Regions from separate parts of the Macaca mulatta genome. Here region 2 is linked to region 1. A link is a contact called in public Hi-C data. All regions are on one chromosome and are shown on one strand. Each heading gives the region's core, a stretch centred on a gene start, on an enhancer-like site or on the middle of the called end of the contact. The rest is flanking DNA. Distances are from core to core; before and after follow the strand shown.

Evidence for each region. Hi-C and Micro-C count contacts between places; a contact is called where the count stands out from the background.
Region 2: a Hi-C map of liver shows a contact between it and region 1, with 3 times the contacts expected there. The contact joins the promoter of LOC144330214 here to the promoter of BAZ1A in region 1. A contact is called at or near these places in 4 of 14 Hi-C or Micro-C datasets (fetal cortex germinal zone, fetal cortical plate, fibroblasts and 1 more).

Annotation. Positions count from the first base shown.
Region 1 is chr7:107,996,101-108,003,610 of T2T-MMU8v2.0, forward strand. BAZ1A (bromodomain adjacent to zinc finger domain 1A) reads right to left here and starts at 4,349. Exons shown (of 26, transcript XR_013396176.1): 1 at 4,075-4,349; 2 at 3,437-3,607. LOC144330230 (a long non-coding RNA gene) reads left to right here. Exons shown (of 2, transcript XR_013396216.1): 1 at 1-579; 2 at 721-838.
Region 2 is chr7:108,099,593-108,107,102 of T2T-MMU8v2.0, forward strand. It overlaps LOC144330214, which reads right to left and starts at 4,989. Exons shown (of 4, transcript XR_013396197.1): 1 at 4,533-4,989. It overlaps SRP54 (signal recognition particle 54), which reads left to right and starts at 5,098. Exons shown (of 16, transcript NM_001260852.2): 1 at 5,098-5,314.

The DNA of each region.
Region 1 (7,510 bases), core at 3,099-5,598:
CTAGAAATACAAAAAATTAGCTGGGCATGGTGGCAGGCGCCTGTAATCCAGGTACTCCGGAGGCTGAGGCAGGAGAATCTCTTGAATCTGGAAGGCGGAGGTTGCAGTGAGCCAAGATCATGCTAATGTACTCCAGCTTGGCAACAAGAGCGAAACTCCGTCTCAAACTAAATTAACATAAAATAAAACAAAACAAAATATTAAAAAAAAAAGTCACTGGCAACCTCTACTAACCACATTTACAGGCAAAAGTTACTTTGTATTGTGTTGGGAAGCAAATAAGGCTAGGAGGTGTAGAAAATCTTTTTTAGACTGATTAGAGAAACTTATATTCAAGAAATAAAAAATGCAAGCAAATAAGCGAGCATAGTGGTCTTCAGGCAAATACAAAAGAAAAATATTCAAAATAATGCACTGAAAGGCTAGTCTTCAAACAAATTCACATAAACCAATTGGTGATTTAACAAGTGAAAACAGAGGTGGTTTTTTTTGTTTTTTTTTTTTTAGGGCTACTCCATAAGCAGTGTTAAGAGTAGCCTGCAGCCCAGCAGGGCATGGTGGCTCATGCCTGTAATCCCAGCACTTTGGGAGGCAGAGGTGGGCGGATCACGAGGTCAGGAGTTCGAGACCAGCCTGGCCAACATGGTGAAAGCCAGTCTCTACTAAAGATACAGAAAAAAAAAATAAGCCGGGCGTGGTGGGATGTGCCTGTAATCCCAGCTACTCGGGAGGCTGAGGCAGGAGAATCACTTGAACCCAGGAAGCAGAGGTTGCAGTGAGCCGAGATCGCCCCATTGCACTCCAGACTGGGTGACAGGGTGAGACTCCGTCTCAAAAATAGAGCAGCCTGCAGAGGTTTCCTTCATAGTTTTTCCAGAGTTGTTCCAAAGGTCAGGTTACCATACTACAGACCACCATATACTACTTACCACAAAAGCATTTTTGGAAAGGTCTCTTCGTAATCATTTGTGAGAAACAGAAAGTAATTCAAAATTTAACATCATTAAAAGGCAGTCTTCTTCCAATTTTGTCAAAATTCTTTTCGTTCAGTCATAGAAACCTAATAACATCAGCAATACTCCTTAATTCAGGGTAAATGGTCAAATACCTTTGCTCCCAAACCAATCATCTCTCTGGGACTGCTTGTAATTTCCAAAAGCCCAAACACTTCCGCACAAGGGAAAAAAAACAAAAACTGAAAATAAAAACCTAGTTATTTAAAATGTTTAAATGCCCTAAGACTACAAAGAATACAGTTCCTTGATATTAATGGAAGATACAGCTGGGCATGGTGGTTCATGCCTGTAATTCTAGCACTTTGGGAGACCCAGGCAGGCAGATCACCTAACTCAGGAGTTCAAGACCAGCCTGGGCAACATGGCGAAATCCTGTCTCTACATAAAATACAAAAATTAGCCAAAGTGGTGGCATGCACCTGCAATCCCAGCCACTCAGGAGGCTAAGGTAGTAAAGTGGGGGGGACTGTTTGAGCCCAGGAGGTCGAGGCTGCAGTGAGCCAAGATTGTGCCACTGCACTCCAGCCTGGGCGACAGAGCGAGAACCTGTCTCAAAATAAGTAAATAAATAAAAATAGTGGAAGATAGATAGTTCTGGAATGTGAAAATTCTTCTGTATTTCAGCATTTCAGATTTCTCCAAGGTTAGAATAATTCGGCTCAAGAACCAAAGTGCATTAAGAATGTTTAATTCACAAAGGATAACAGCCATATTCATCCTACCCTCTAAGGTGAGAAAAGCCCCTTGCTTATATGGAAGGAGAAAACAATTTGAAATTTAAGCCTATTTACTATTTTGTTGGTACTCTCAATTTTCTTTTTAATCATAATTGTTAGCAAGGCCTATAGCTTTAAAATCCTTAAAAAAAATCCTTATCCAATTACCTAATCCAAGTTCACTTAACTAGTTATGAGAACTCTATTTGAGTAACAAAACAAGTCTCTACAGGAGCAGAGCAAGACGTACACTCCTACTTAAAAGTACTGTCTGATGAAAAGCACTCTATTTACTTCTCTAGATATAACATGTTTAATGTGAAACCCTTTCGGTGGAACTAAAGAAAAACGTTTACTTAAAATAAATGCTCAAAGGAACTTTTCTAACCTCACTATTGATTTCTTAGGTGCAGTTTGTCCAAAACCCTCCCTCGGTCAAGCCCCCACTCAGAAAAGGTGCCTTACACGCAACGTTACTTGGTTGCTATTACACTTGGTTTCCAAGTCACAAAGGGATTCCTTTTCAGGGGAGAGAATAAAGCATAAGAAAAAGAGAGGATCACCCTCTTGGAGTGATTGATCAAGTCAGGTTCTCACTTAGAGATCCTGTTTAAACACAAGACGCTAAAACACACCATCTTGCTCCGTGTCACAGGACCAGATCTCTCGGGATAAATTAAGCGACGGGCTGAAAATGTAGGAGCTGAAACTACACCAGCAGCAGCTCCGCGTTCTTATCAAAACAATAGCGAGTGGCACATGTCAGGCAGCCCACATGCGCAGGGGGATAAAGCGGCGCCTGGCTGAGTCTGGAGTTGAACTTGTCTTAACCCCCTCCCCCAACACCCTCCACCGCGCTCCCGGCTACGCGAAAGTGAAAACGAGGGGCGCCTAAGGCCCTGCTTCTTCCCCCTTCCTCTTCCCCTTGCCCAGCCGCGACTTCTTCCTCACTGATCTCCCGGGGGCGGAGACGCTGAGTTCCCCGGAGACGAGAGTTAGTCACCAAGAAGAGGCGGTGACAGAGAGCGCGGCTCCCGTCGCACTCCGAGGCCTAGCAGCGCCGGACGGGAGGCCGCCTGCGGAGGCTCTCGCGTCCCGCGTCCTCCACCCCTGGCCCGCAGGGACGCTCCCTCCTTCCCTTCTAGAACGAGTCTCAACTCCGCTCCTCTCCCCTACCCCAGGCAGCTCCAACGTCAGACCCCACTCCCGACTGAGAAAACGAAGCCCAGCCCAGCCGTTTCCTGCCCACCGGGGCAGGAATTCCCTCCCCCGACCCATGGACTGCGGCCCCACGTCGCTGACCCTAGCGGGGATCCCCTCGGCCGCCGGGAGGGGATCCCGGAACTGGCCCCGGAGTGCGCGTGTGGCCGCGGCGGGGAGGGGCGAGGCGGGGAGTTTCCGCCGCCCCGCGGCCAGGAGGGCGGGAGGGCGACAGCAGAGGCTAAGAGCGGTTCCCGAGGCCGGCCGGGGACCCCAGCCTCCTCCGCCACGACCAACCCGCGTTCCCCACGCGCGCCGCCGCCAGTTGGCCCCGCGCGTTCTCCAAGTGGAGGCTAGGAGGCAGAGAACCGCGGGCCCGGGGCCACCCGTCACTTTCAAGTCACCCCGCCAGAAGCCCAGGGCGAGGAAAAGGAGAGAGACAAAAGGGCGCTGGGGAGGGAGTCCCCACACCCCCCGCGGCCCCGCACCCTGCCCAGCTCTTACTCGTAGTGGCGGAAGATCTCGTTGGTGACTTTACAGTAGAAAACTTCCTCGTCGGGCCGTAGGTCCGCGGGCGGCTTCTGTCTCACAAACGGCTTTCGGTGTAGCAGCGGCATCTCCCGTCCGCCCGCGGGCTCGCCCGGACCCTCGGCCGCCCGCGCCGGCCCCGCTTCCCTATCAAAATTGGAGGGAAAGGAAAGCCGGTAAGGTGGGGAGCGCTCGGCGGCAGCGTGGGCCGGTCCGCGCGCCGGGAGAAGCTCGGCTGCCTTTTGTGTGACTGACGGGCCGCGGCCGCTACCGGAGCCGAGTTCGTTCCTGCCGCTGCCCGGGCGTCGAGCGAGCGGAGCCGCCGCCGCCCCTTTCCCCCGAGCGCGTCCTGCCTCCTCGCCCAGCCGCTGGCTCACAATGGGGCAGGACGCCCCGCCGCGGGGGGCAGTGCGGGAGCGGCGGCGGCGGCCCCCTCCCCCAGCGCCGGCTCCCCGCCCGCCGCCGCCGCCGCCGCCGCCGCCGCCAGGCTCACAACGTGCTCGGCGCGCAGCCGGCCGGCCGGCCAGGGCGCTCGCCGCGGGCGGACCCCAGCGCCGCTCCGCTTTGTTCCCGGCTTGCCTCCACTTCCCGGCCGGCTCCCGAGCGACCCTCACCTGCGAGCACGCCGACTGCCACTTGTCCACCTTCTCCACTACAAAGGCAACGAGGGGAGACCCCGTCCTCTCAGGGGACCGCCTCTCTCCGGCCCCGCCGCGCCCCTGGCCGCCACTTCTCCCGCTGCCACTGCCCGACTCCGCGCGGGGAATTGCGTCCCACCGCCACTTCCCCGCCTCTCGGAGCTCCTGGGAAGTTTCTGATCTACTTTCGGCTCTGAAGGAGGAAGAGCTGTTGGGAGGAGCTTTTCACTCCTCGCTTCTACCTTTTTATTGGCTACTCGATGACTTTTACAGCCTGTCACTGATACAGGAAGAGACAGCGGAGAGCCTGGGAGAGCTACATTATTAATTAATGGAGCAACCCCTCGTGAAGATTCAGAAGCATCCTCCATGTTTGAGATTATCAGCCAAAAGATCTAGGGAAAGCGCTGGCGGTTCATAAACACATGGCTAACAAAGTATATCCTTGAAGTCTGCCACCGACGCTTGACTACACGATGGGAAAAGGGATTCCAATTACGATTTAACTTGTATTTTAAAAATGAGAAAAGAAATGAATAAGAAAATTTGTTGCTATTTTTCTTCTTCCAAATTAGAATCCGTATCTCTAAAAATACTTTGCATGTTTAGTAAACATCTGTCTTGAACTAGAAGATACCTTGACATCAGTTCTATTTAATACTTATGGCAATTAAAAGGTTTAGAGAGCAGAGGAAAAGACCAAAAAAAAAATGTGTTACAAAGTGTCATCATGCTTGTAGGACCCCAACATTCTTGAAACTAACACACCTTTAAAAAGTAATATTTACAATGCTGTAAATATTTGCAAAGTATCAATGTTTAATTCAATTAGAATTTTAAGGATTATGGATTTACTAGCGAAAATTCCCCTAAAGCAACTTTCCCATATCAGTAATTTTTATTTAGGGAAACAATTTTAATGTACATAATACATGTGACCTTGGAATTCAATACAATTTTCGAAACTAGAAGTGACTCAGAACGTTCACTGGATGTGTTTTAAAGTCTTTTTTGATACTGTCCTTAACATTTGCTTATTTGAAATTAATATGAAAGAATGAAGCTAAAAGTTAGTTTTAAAAACGGTTATTCAGGCCGGGCGCGGTGGCTCAAGCCTGTAATCCCAGCACTTTGGGAGGCCGAGACGGGCGGATCACAAGGTCAGGAGATCGAGACCATCCTGGCTAATCCGGTGAAACCCCGTCTCTACTAAAAAATACAAAAAACTAGCCGGGCGAGGTGGCGGGCGCCTGTAGTCCCAGCTACTCGGGAGGCTGAGGCAGGAGAATGACGTAAACCCGGGAGGCGGAGCTTGCAGTGAGCTGAGATCCGGCCACTGCACTCCAGCCTGGGCGACAGAGTGAGACTCCGTCTCAAAAAAAAAAAAAAAAAAAAAAAAAAAAAAAAAAAAAAAAAAAAAAAAAAACGGTTATTCGACAAAGTTAGTTTTAAGAACCGTTATTTGACAAAGACGTTATTCCTATTACCAATACTGCGGAATGATAATTACAGAAACAATGTGGGATCCGTTTTATAACTTCAAATTTAAGTTCATTTGTACTTTGGAGCAGAAAATGGAAGAAATCTAAATCAAGAGTTACTTTTTTATCTTTCAGGCTGGTTTTAATTGTTCATACACCTAACAAAATAAACATTTGTGAAAGGCGTTATTCTTTGGGTGTTTTAAAATTCATTAATACTATTAATGCACCTTACTATACAGAAGTCACAGAAGTTAGAAATGCTCTCAGTAAGTAGTAAATATATACTTTAGTATCGATAAACTCTTCAAATAAGAGTTTACAGATTTGATTATTTTTCTTTTCTTTTCTATTTTTGGAGACAGTCTCACTCTGTGCCCCAGGCTGGAGTGCGATGGCGAGATCTCGTCTCACTGCAACCTCTGCCTCCTGAGTTCAAGCGATCCTCCTTCCTCAGCCTCCGGAGTAGCTGGGATTACAGGCGCACACCACCACGCCCAGCTAATTTTTGTATTTTTAATAGAAACGGGGTTTCGCCACGTTGGCCAGGGTGTTCTCAACCTCCTGATCTCAGGTGATCCGCCCGCCTCGGCCTCCCAAAGTGCTGAGATTACAGGCGTGAGCCACGGTGCCCGGCCAAGATTTGGGGTTTTAAACCTGTCTCCAACTAGTATACTGAGTGACAAGTTAGAATTCCCTGCCTAGAAAGTATTTATTAGGCCGGGCGCGCTGGCTCATGCCTGTAATCCCAACACTTTGGGAGGCCGAGGCGGGCAGATCATGAGGTTAGGAGGTCGAGACCATGCTGGCCAACGTGGTGAAACCCTGTCTCTACTAAAAGTACAAAAATTAGCTGGGCATGGCAGTGGGTGCCTGTAATCCCAGCTGCTCGGGAGGCTGAGGCAGGAGAATCGCTTGAACCCGGGAGGCGGAGGTTGCAGTTATCTGAGATGGCGCCACTGCACTCCCGCCTGGGAGACAGAGACTCCGGCTCAAAAAAAAAAAAGGGAAGTATTTTTATTGATCTATCAGGTGAAAAATTTAGAGCCCACAAAGGTAAACTCAAAAGGGGGACTGGGAGAATGGATAATTTTCAACCTATATTGAAGCATCACCCCACAACTCAAAATCCCAACTTAACAGTTAAGCTAAATAAAGACGAAATTCTTTCTGAATACTTCAGTATTTATATTTACTAGATCTTACTGTTCAATAAGTCATTCAAATCATGATCTAAAGTCGTTATTTTATTATTAAATACAAATATTTAAGTTGGATTTTTTCTTATACTAGCTTAAAATTTTATTCCATCAAAAGCTATCATACTCAGTTTTCTCACAATCATACTCAAATTTCAATACTGTCATAACTCATTTCTCTGAATTATATACATAGGGTTTATTTTAATGATTTGTGACATTTAATGAAATACGGTTGTTCATTGTTATTTCAGAACAATGTAAGTTTAGAAAATTATAATTAACATGTTCAAAAGTTTAGTTTTAATGTGTTTATAATAATCAAATTAATAGACTACCTAAACTACCTCATGAAATAACATTTAAAGTATTCTACGCCTTCACAACTAAAAGTTTACCTAATTTATGACCTACTTCTGCATTTTGGCATCATAATTTCTTCCCTGCTTTGCTAATTACTACTTCCTGGCTTTTGAGAATAAAAAGCTCATTGCTGTATTCAGAAAGTAGTTAAAGAATCCTGTCATAACATAGGACTTGGTGTAAAAAATTTTTTTGGAAATATTGTCAAGGAAACTGAAAGCTAAAGTGGCACAAAAAAAGAGAAAGCAATGATATTAAAATTATTTAATTTTTAACAGTTTAATGAAACATTTGTCAAGCTCCTTTTGTGTGCCAAGACACTGTACTAGCTCATGTAAGGGATACAATGTAAATAAATGTATCCTGGCT
Region 2 (7,510 bases), core at 3,739-6,238, 100 kb after region 1:
AAATACAAAAATAAGCCAGGTGTGGTGCATGCCTGTAATCCCAGCTACTCAGGAGGCTGAGGCAGGAGAATCACTTAAACCTGGGAGGCAGAGGCTGCAGTGAGCCGAGATTGTGCCACTGCACTCTAGTCTGGGCGAAGAGCAAGATTCTGTCTGAAGAAAAAAAAAAAGGTCAAAACGGTAAATTTTATTTTATATATATTTTACCACAATAAAGAAGGTATACTAATACACTACTTTTTAAAAAGAATTATAAATAACCATACTCCTTTATTTTAAGCTCAGTGATACTCTCATTTCTTTCTTAAAATTTTTTTTAATTTTAATTTTTTCTTTTTTTTTGAGACAGGTTCTCGCTATGTTGCCCAGGCTAGACTCATATTCCTGGGCTCAGGCAATTCTCCTAACCTCGGCCTCCCAAAGTGCTAAGATTACAGGCGTGGGCCACATGCCTGGCCTCACTTCTTAAAATATTCGTGTTAATAAACATTCTTCAGAAACTCAAGTTATTTTTTAAATTGTTTAACAAATTGCTTGAGCTTCCTCACTACAGGGTCTGCTGAAGAGAGGCACAGGAAGTACCTTTAGATCAGGTACGATGGCTCACGCCTGTAATCCCAGCACTTTGGGAAGCCAAAGTAGGAAGATCTCTTGAGGCCAGGAGTTTGAGACCAGCCTGGGCAACACAGTGACATCCTATCTCTACAGGAAATTTTAAAAAGCTGGGTGTGGTGGTTTGCACCATAGTCCAGCTACTCAGGAGGCTGAGATGGGAGGACTGCTTCAGCCCAGGAGGTCAAAGCTGCAGTGGGCTTATAATGGTGTCACGGCACACCAGCCTCCAGTCTGGGTGACAGAATGAGACCCTGTCTCTAAAAACAACAACAAAAAGTACCCTTAAAAGAAGTAAAAATAGGGCCGAGCGCGGTGGCTCATGCCTGTAATCCCAGCACTTTGGGAGGCAGAGGCTGACAGATCACGAGATCAGGAGATTTGAGAACATCCTGGCTAACATGGTGAAACCCCGTCTCTACTAAAAATACAAAAAAATTAGCCAGGCGTGGTGGCATGCACCTGTAGTTCCAGCTACTCTGGGAGGCTGAGGCAGCAGAATCGCTTGAACCCAGGAAGCAGAGGTTGCAGTGAGCCAAGATCGTGCCATTGCACTCCAGCCTGGGTGACAGCAAGACACCGTATCAAAAAAAAAAAAAAAAAAAAAAAGTAAAAATATATTCTTTAGCCAGTGACATTGGCTCTTGTTTACAAAATTATCCAAACATTCCTTCAAGTCTTCCTGATTTTGAAAAATAGAGTCTCAACTGATATCTCTAAAATTTGAGGCTGAGTACAGTGGCTCATGCTTGTAATTTGAACACTTTAGGAGGCTGAGGTGGCAGGATCCCTTGAGGCCAGGAGTGTGAGGCTGTAGTGAGCTATCATGGTGCCACTGCACTCCAGCCTGGGTGACAAAGACCCCATCTCAAAAACAAACAAAACACAGGAAAAAAAAAAAAATTCAAGATTTAGATTACAGATGGCTCCACAAAACAAATCTTGAGGGCAAGGATGTTTTAGCAATTTTACAATTGCCAGCTCTAGGCAGTATGCGACATTTTTGTAGGCACTCAGTGCTTTTAGAATAAATGACCTTATGCTGAGGAATGTGAAAAAAGATGTAAATCGGTGCTGTTTTATTGACAAATGGGATATGAAGAATGAAATGTGCAACACAGGGTTTAGATGAAGTGACAGGAGACTCAGCATATTATGGAAATTCTTATCTTGATTTTGTGTATATAGAAATAAAGATGTATTGGGCTGGGCGCAGTGGCTCACACCGGTAATTCAGCACTTTGGGAGGCTGAGGCGGGCGGATCACAAGGTCACGAGTTCAAGATCAGCCTGGCGAACATGGTAAAATCCCGTCTCTACTAAAAATACCAAAATTAGCTGGATGCGGTGGTTCATGCCAGCTACTCCAGGGGCTGAGGCAGGAGAACTGCTTGAACCCAGAAGGCAGGGTGCAATGAGCCAAGATCGTGCTACTGCACTCCAGCGTGGCGACAGACTGAGAGTCTGTCTCGATAAATAAATAAATAAATAAACAAAGCTGTTCCTCTGGTTTTCTATACTTTCCAGGTCAAATCTCACTATCACATGTTCCTGTTAACTTCAGTTTGACATCTTATCTAAAATGACTCCTAAAATATGTAATAATGATCATTACAATCCCTAAACCTACTGACTCTAACATCACAAAGAATTTTAAGAGGTCAAGGTTAAAAATCTAAAATTGGAAGTCATCAGCTAACAATGACATTTCAAGTCATGAGTTTGGATAAAAATAACCATGGAGATCAACATTCAGCAAAATACAGGCATAGTGGCCAGGCGTGGTGGCTCGCGCCTGTAATCTCAGCACTCTGGGAGGCTGAGGCAGGAAGATCACCTGAGGTCAGGAGTCTGAGACCAGCCTGGGAAACATGGTGAAACTCTGTCTCTACTACAAATACAAAAATTAGCCGGGCGTGGTGGCGGACGCCTGTAATCCCGGCCACTCAAAATCGCTCGAATCTGGGAGGTGGAGGTTGCAGTGAGCCTGATGGCGCTACTGCACCCCCGCCTGGATGACAAGAGTGAAACTCTTGTCTCAAAAAATAAACATACAGGCCGGGCGCGGTGGCTCACGCCTGTAATCCCAGCACTTTGGGAGGCCGAGGCGGGCGGATCACAAGGTCAGGAGATCGAGACCACGGTGAAACCCCGTCTCTACTAAAAATACAAAAAAAAAAATTAGCCGGGCGCGGTTGTGGGCGCCTGTAGTCCCAGCTACTCGGGAGGCTGAGGCAGGAGAATGGCGTGAACCCGGGAGGCGGAGCTTGCAGTGAGCCGAGATCGCGCCACTGCACTCCAGCCTGGGCTGGGCGACAGAGCGAGACTCCGTCTCAAAAAAAAACAAAAACAAAAACAAAAACAAAAAAAACAAAACATACATATACACACACATACACACACACACAGAGGCATAGGATAGTTTGCTACAGTTACTAAACATAAGAATATCCTTTTTTTTTTTTTTTTTTTTTGAGATGGAGTCTCGGTCTGTCGCCCAGGCTGGAGTGCAGTGGCGCAATCTTGTCTTACTGCAACCTTTGCCTCCCGGGTTCAAGCGATTCCCCTGCTTCAGCCTCCCGAATAGCTGGGACTACAAGGGCATGCCATCACGCCCGGCTAATTTTTTGTATTTTTAGTAGAGGTGGGGTTTCACCGTGTTAGTCAGGATGGTCTCGATCTCCTGACCTCATGATCCGCCCGCCTCGGCCTCCCAAAGTGCTGGGATCGCAGGCGTGAGCCAACACACCCAACGAAGAATATCTTATTTTCTTGAGGTTTCATCAGGCTTCACTTTGCCAGAATACATCTATCCCATTTTTCAATAACTAGATCTGGCTACCACATTTCCTCAGTTTTAACGTGTGTGTTTAAAGAGACAGGGTCTTGTGTCGCTCAGGCTGGAGTGAAGCAGCGGGATAAAAGCTCACTGCAGACTTTTTCTGTCTATAAATCTTCAACACTTGGCTGCGCTGCAATCTCTCTGAGCCTGCCCGATTCGCGAATCGTTCTTTGCTCAAACTGTTAAATTTAACTTGGCTAAGGTTTTTCTTTTAACACTTCCTACTAACGCTACAGCCTAAAACCTCTCCGGCAAAGTGCTTTTTCAGGTGGCAACGTACCAATCCCAACAAGTTTGTGGGAGTAATGAGGAAGAGGACTAACTCTCTATTCTTTCAGAAAAAGGGTTAGGCACAAGGAGCTCTAAAGGCTTGTCCGAAGTCTGCTGCAAAGTCACAAACCACTCAGAACCAGGTCTTCCCACACCCAATTACTTCCAAGTGATACTGTATCCGATTACCCCCATTTTCCAAGAGATAGTTTATTTTTTCCCTCTTTTCCCCTCCCCACTACACTTCCCACTCAGCCCTTTTTGAAATACAAAATAACCTCTCAACTCCCCTCACCAGACCAATCTCTACAGAGCAAATTCATCTACGAGATCCAAGACGCAACTCCCAGCTCCGGGGGTAGCCGCAGAAGGGTAAGCCTTTGAAAGCATGCCCACTTGACCACTTTTACAACTTATTTCTGCTCAGAAAGGCGTCAACTACCCGGTAGATAAGGCACCAGCTAGCAGAAACCTCTTGCTCATTTCCTCTCGTACCTTATAAAATGCCCGCTTTTTTGCTCCAAAGGCGAAGCTGCACAAATGTGCCGCTTCCTCCAGGCTGGCTTCGGAAATAAAATCCCTCAGGGCTCGCTCTTGTTAATTGGCCTCTACGTGCCGCGAGCAACTAACTCGCTTTTCCGTTAGAGCACTCTGAGGTCTGGTCAATCTACCCCACAGGAGAGCAGAGACCAGCACAGCGACCCCAAGGAAGGCTTTTGGCTTCACCCCGCCTAAGTCCTCAAAGTCAGCGCCTGAAGCATATCCTTGCCCCCACCGCCTGCCTCTGGCTGTGGTCACTTACACTTACAGGTAGTTCGCATCCACTGTAGCAGCGCCTGGCGGTCGGCAGGAACCACAATGCGAAGCCGCCGCAGCATCACTCCCTGCTTCGCGGTGGGAAATTTTACGTTGTAAGAGCAAGAGGCACAGGCACTGGTTGGCATTGCGCATGCGCAAGCAGAGACCGCCCCACCCACCGCGGAACCCGCCTCTAGTCTGCGAAGCCCTAAGTCCCACCCCTCTACGGAGGTTTCTCTTTCGCCCGGGAATCTCTGCCTACAGTCACACCTCCATCTCTCATCTTTCCGCTTTTAGCTGGGAGTGCTCCGCCTAATCACTTTTCTTAAGGTGGATCGTCGAAGCATGACTTCTCCCCCGAAATCACATCCCTAGACAGCCTCCTATTTTACCACTAACTTTACTACTGCAGTTATTCAGCGGTAGGAAACTGAAACCAAAAGCCAATCGATGCAAATAAACATCTAAACTGTTTCAGGAGCCGCGCAGAAAGAACGCCGCGGTGTGCCCCGGAAGCGGAAGCGCATCCTCCTCTAGAAAGGCTGGACTACGCGGAGTGGTGACGTTTCCTCATTGGGCGGAAGGTTCGGTGGCACTCGTCGGTTTTCCAGCTGGTGGGAGTTGGCGACGCGGTGCTGGGCGTTGGGACCCTACTTTTAGTTTGGGAAGTTGGGTTGTGGGGTCATACCTGTCTGTCTGCTCCCAGTTTTCTTGGGTTTTTTCCCACGGCGTGGGGCCTCGCTAAGGAATTCCCGGCCCCTTAGGGCCACGGCGTTAGCGGTGTCTTTTGCGGTAAGTGTCTGGTTTTTCCCGTCCCACACTACGGAGGGGCAGCTAGGGGCAGCCCCAGCGCTGCTCAGGAGGCGAGAGGCTCTGGGGGAAGTCTGCCTCCCTGGCCACCGGCAGTCGTTACCGAGACTGAGGTTCTGTGGCTCTTCTTTATCCCTTGTCTTCCATGAGAAGTTTTATTAAAGATGCACTGTGACCCTTTTGAGTTGTCTGCCGATTTACCTGCGCCAAATAAGATGTAGGCAGTTGCAGGCCTGACTCTTCGTTTTGCTTTCCTGAGCAGGAATTTAGATGAGGCTACTTCCCCGAAAATCTTTCTACTGGTACCAGACTTTTATTTTTCCTGTGTGTGTGTAGTGCTTAACACAATGTCCTGCGTGTAGTAGACGTTCAATAAATGAATATAGAATATCAGTTGAATGCCAATAATGATTTAAGATAGATCGATAGCTCTCTCTGTACCATTTGACGCTGCGACCATCCATTTCTTGAAACTTTCCCCTGCTGCCTTTCTTCATGCTATCCTCACCTGATTGTTTCATATGCTTAATTTAACAAAATATATACTTGTTCTTGGCTACAAGGATACAGAAATGAATAACAGTAACTCTGCTATTGAGAAGCTAACGCACATAAATATACATGATATCAAGATGGGTAATGAGAAACACTAGTTACGTGTAAAGAGCTATGGAAAGCTGTGGGAGAGCTAAAGTGCTCCTTAGGTGCTTTGTGACCCTCAGCCAGTTTCTATTCCAATCTAGCCTCAATATCCTCATCTACCTAATAGGCTTGTCATGAGGAAGAAAGGAGATTAGGTAAGAGGTTTGGTTTGGTTTGGTTTGGTTTAGTGCCTAGAACATAGCAATGGTGATGCCAAAGGGGAGGGAAATATTTCCCTCAAATCCCTTTTCCTCAGTTTTTTTATGTGGCCAACTGGTATTTTCTACCTTAATATAGAGATTATGCAAAAGCATCTTCAGGCCTTCCTTCCAGATTACTCTTCTCACCCGATCTATTTGGAAATTCTGGACCTGCCACAGGATTACAGTAAGATAAACATAAATGTAGCTTTTTAAAAATTGATTTTCTTCTATGTGCCATGGAGAAAGGGAAAGGCTTGAGCATATGCCTCTTATCCCTCTTCCTTTTTTATTTTTCACTCTTCCTTTTTCTTTTCAACTTTAAGGCCAACCATTTCCAAGGAATTCTTTTGATTTTCGTTTTAATTTTCTTCTTGGTAGCATTTTGTGTAAAGATTCTTTTATGGTTGACCTCATAGCCAAAAAGTATCATAAAGAAATGATTCCCGGTGTTTTGAGTTATTACCTCTTGTTGTTAATTGACTTTTTTTGGTATACTTTTTTTGCTGTAGAACTATGAATTGGTGCTGTGGTATTTACATAAAATGAGTTTTAAAATTTGAAAAACAATTACTTTAATGAAGAGAAAGTTGCTTGATACTTCTTGATATAATTGAATATAACCTTTGGTGCTAAGTTAAGGCAGAGGTGGTATGATGCATTATTTATCCTTTGAAGTCTTGTGTTAAACTGTTATATTTGATTGGGAGTTAGAACTTCTGTCATGCTGGGACAATTTCTGGAGTACATAGTAGGTGTTTAATGAATGAGTAAATGAATACAAGTGGCAGCTCCATCCCAACCTCTAGTCTGTTGACTAGTTGCACTGTAATTCTCACAAGGAGCACTTTGGAAAATAATTTTCCCTTAATAATAATCTCAGTCATTACTAAAAATTGGAAATTAGAAAAAGGTATAAGAAAAATAAAAATTGCCGGGCCCAGTGGTTCACGCCTGTAATCCCAGCACTTTTGGAGGCCGAAGCAGGTGGATCACGAGGTCAGGAGTTTGAGACCAGCCTGGCCAAGATGTTGAAAACACATCTCTACTAAAAATACAAAAAATTAGCTGGGTGCGGTGGCAGGCGCCTGTAATCCCAGCTACTCGAGAGGCCGAGGCAGGAGAATCGCTTGAATTCAGAGGGCAGAGGTTGCAGTGAGCCGAGATTGTGCACTCCAGCCTGGGCGACAGAGTGAGACTCCGCCTCAAAAGAAGAAAAAAAAAAGTTGCTAGTTGCTCATCATCCAGATATGACAAATGTTATTTTAACAGTTTATTAAAATATAATTCTTGGCTGGGCAGGATGGCTCAAACCTGTCCCAACACTTTGGGAGGC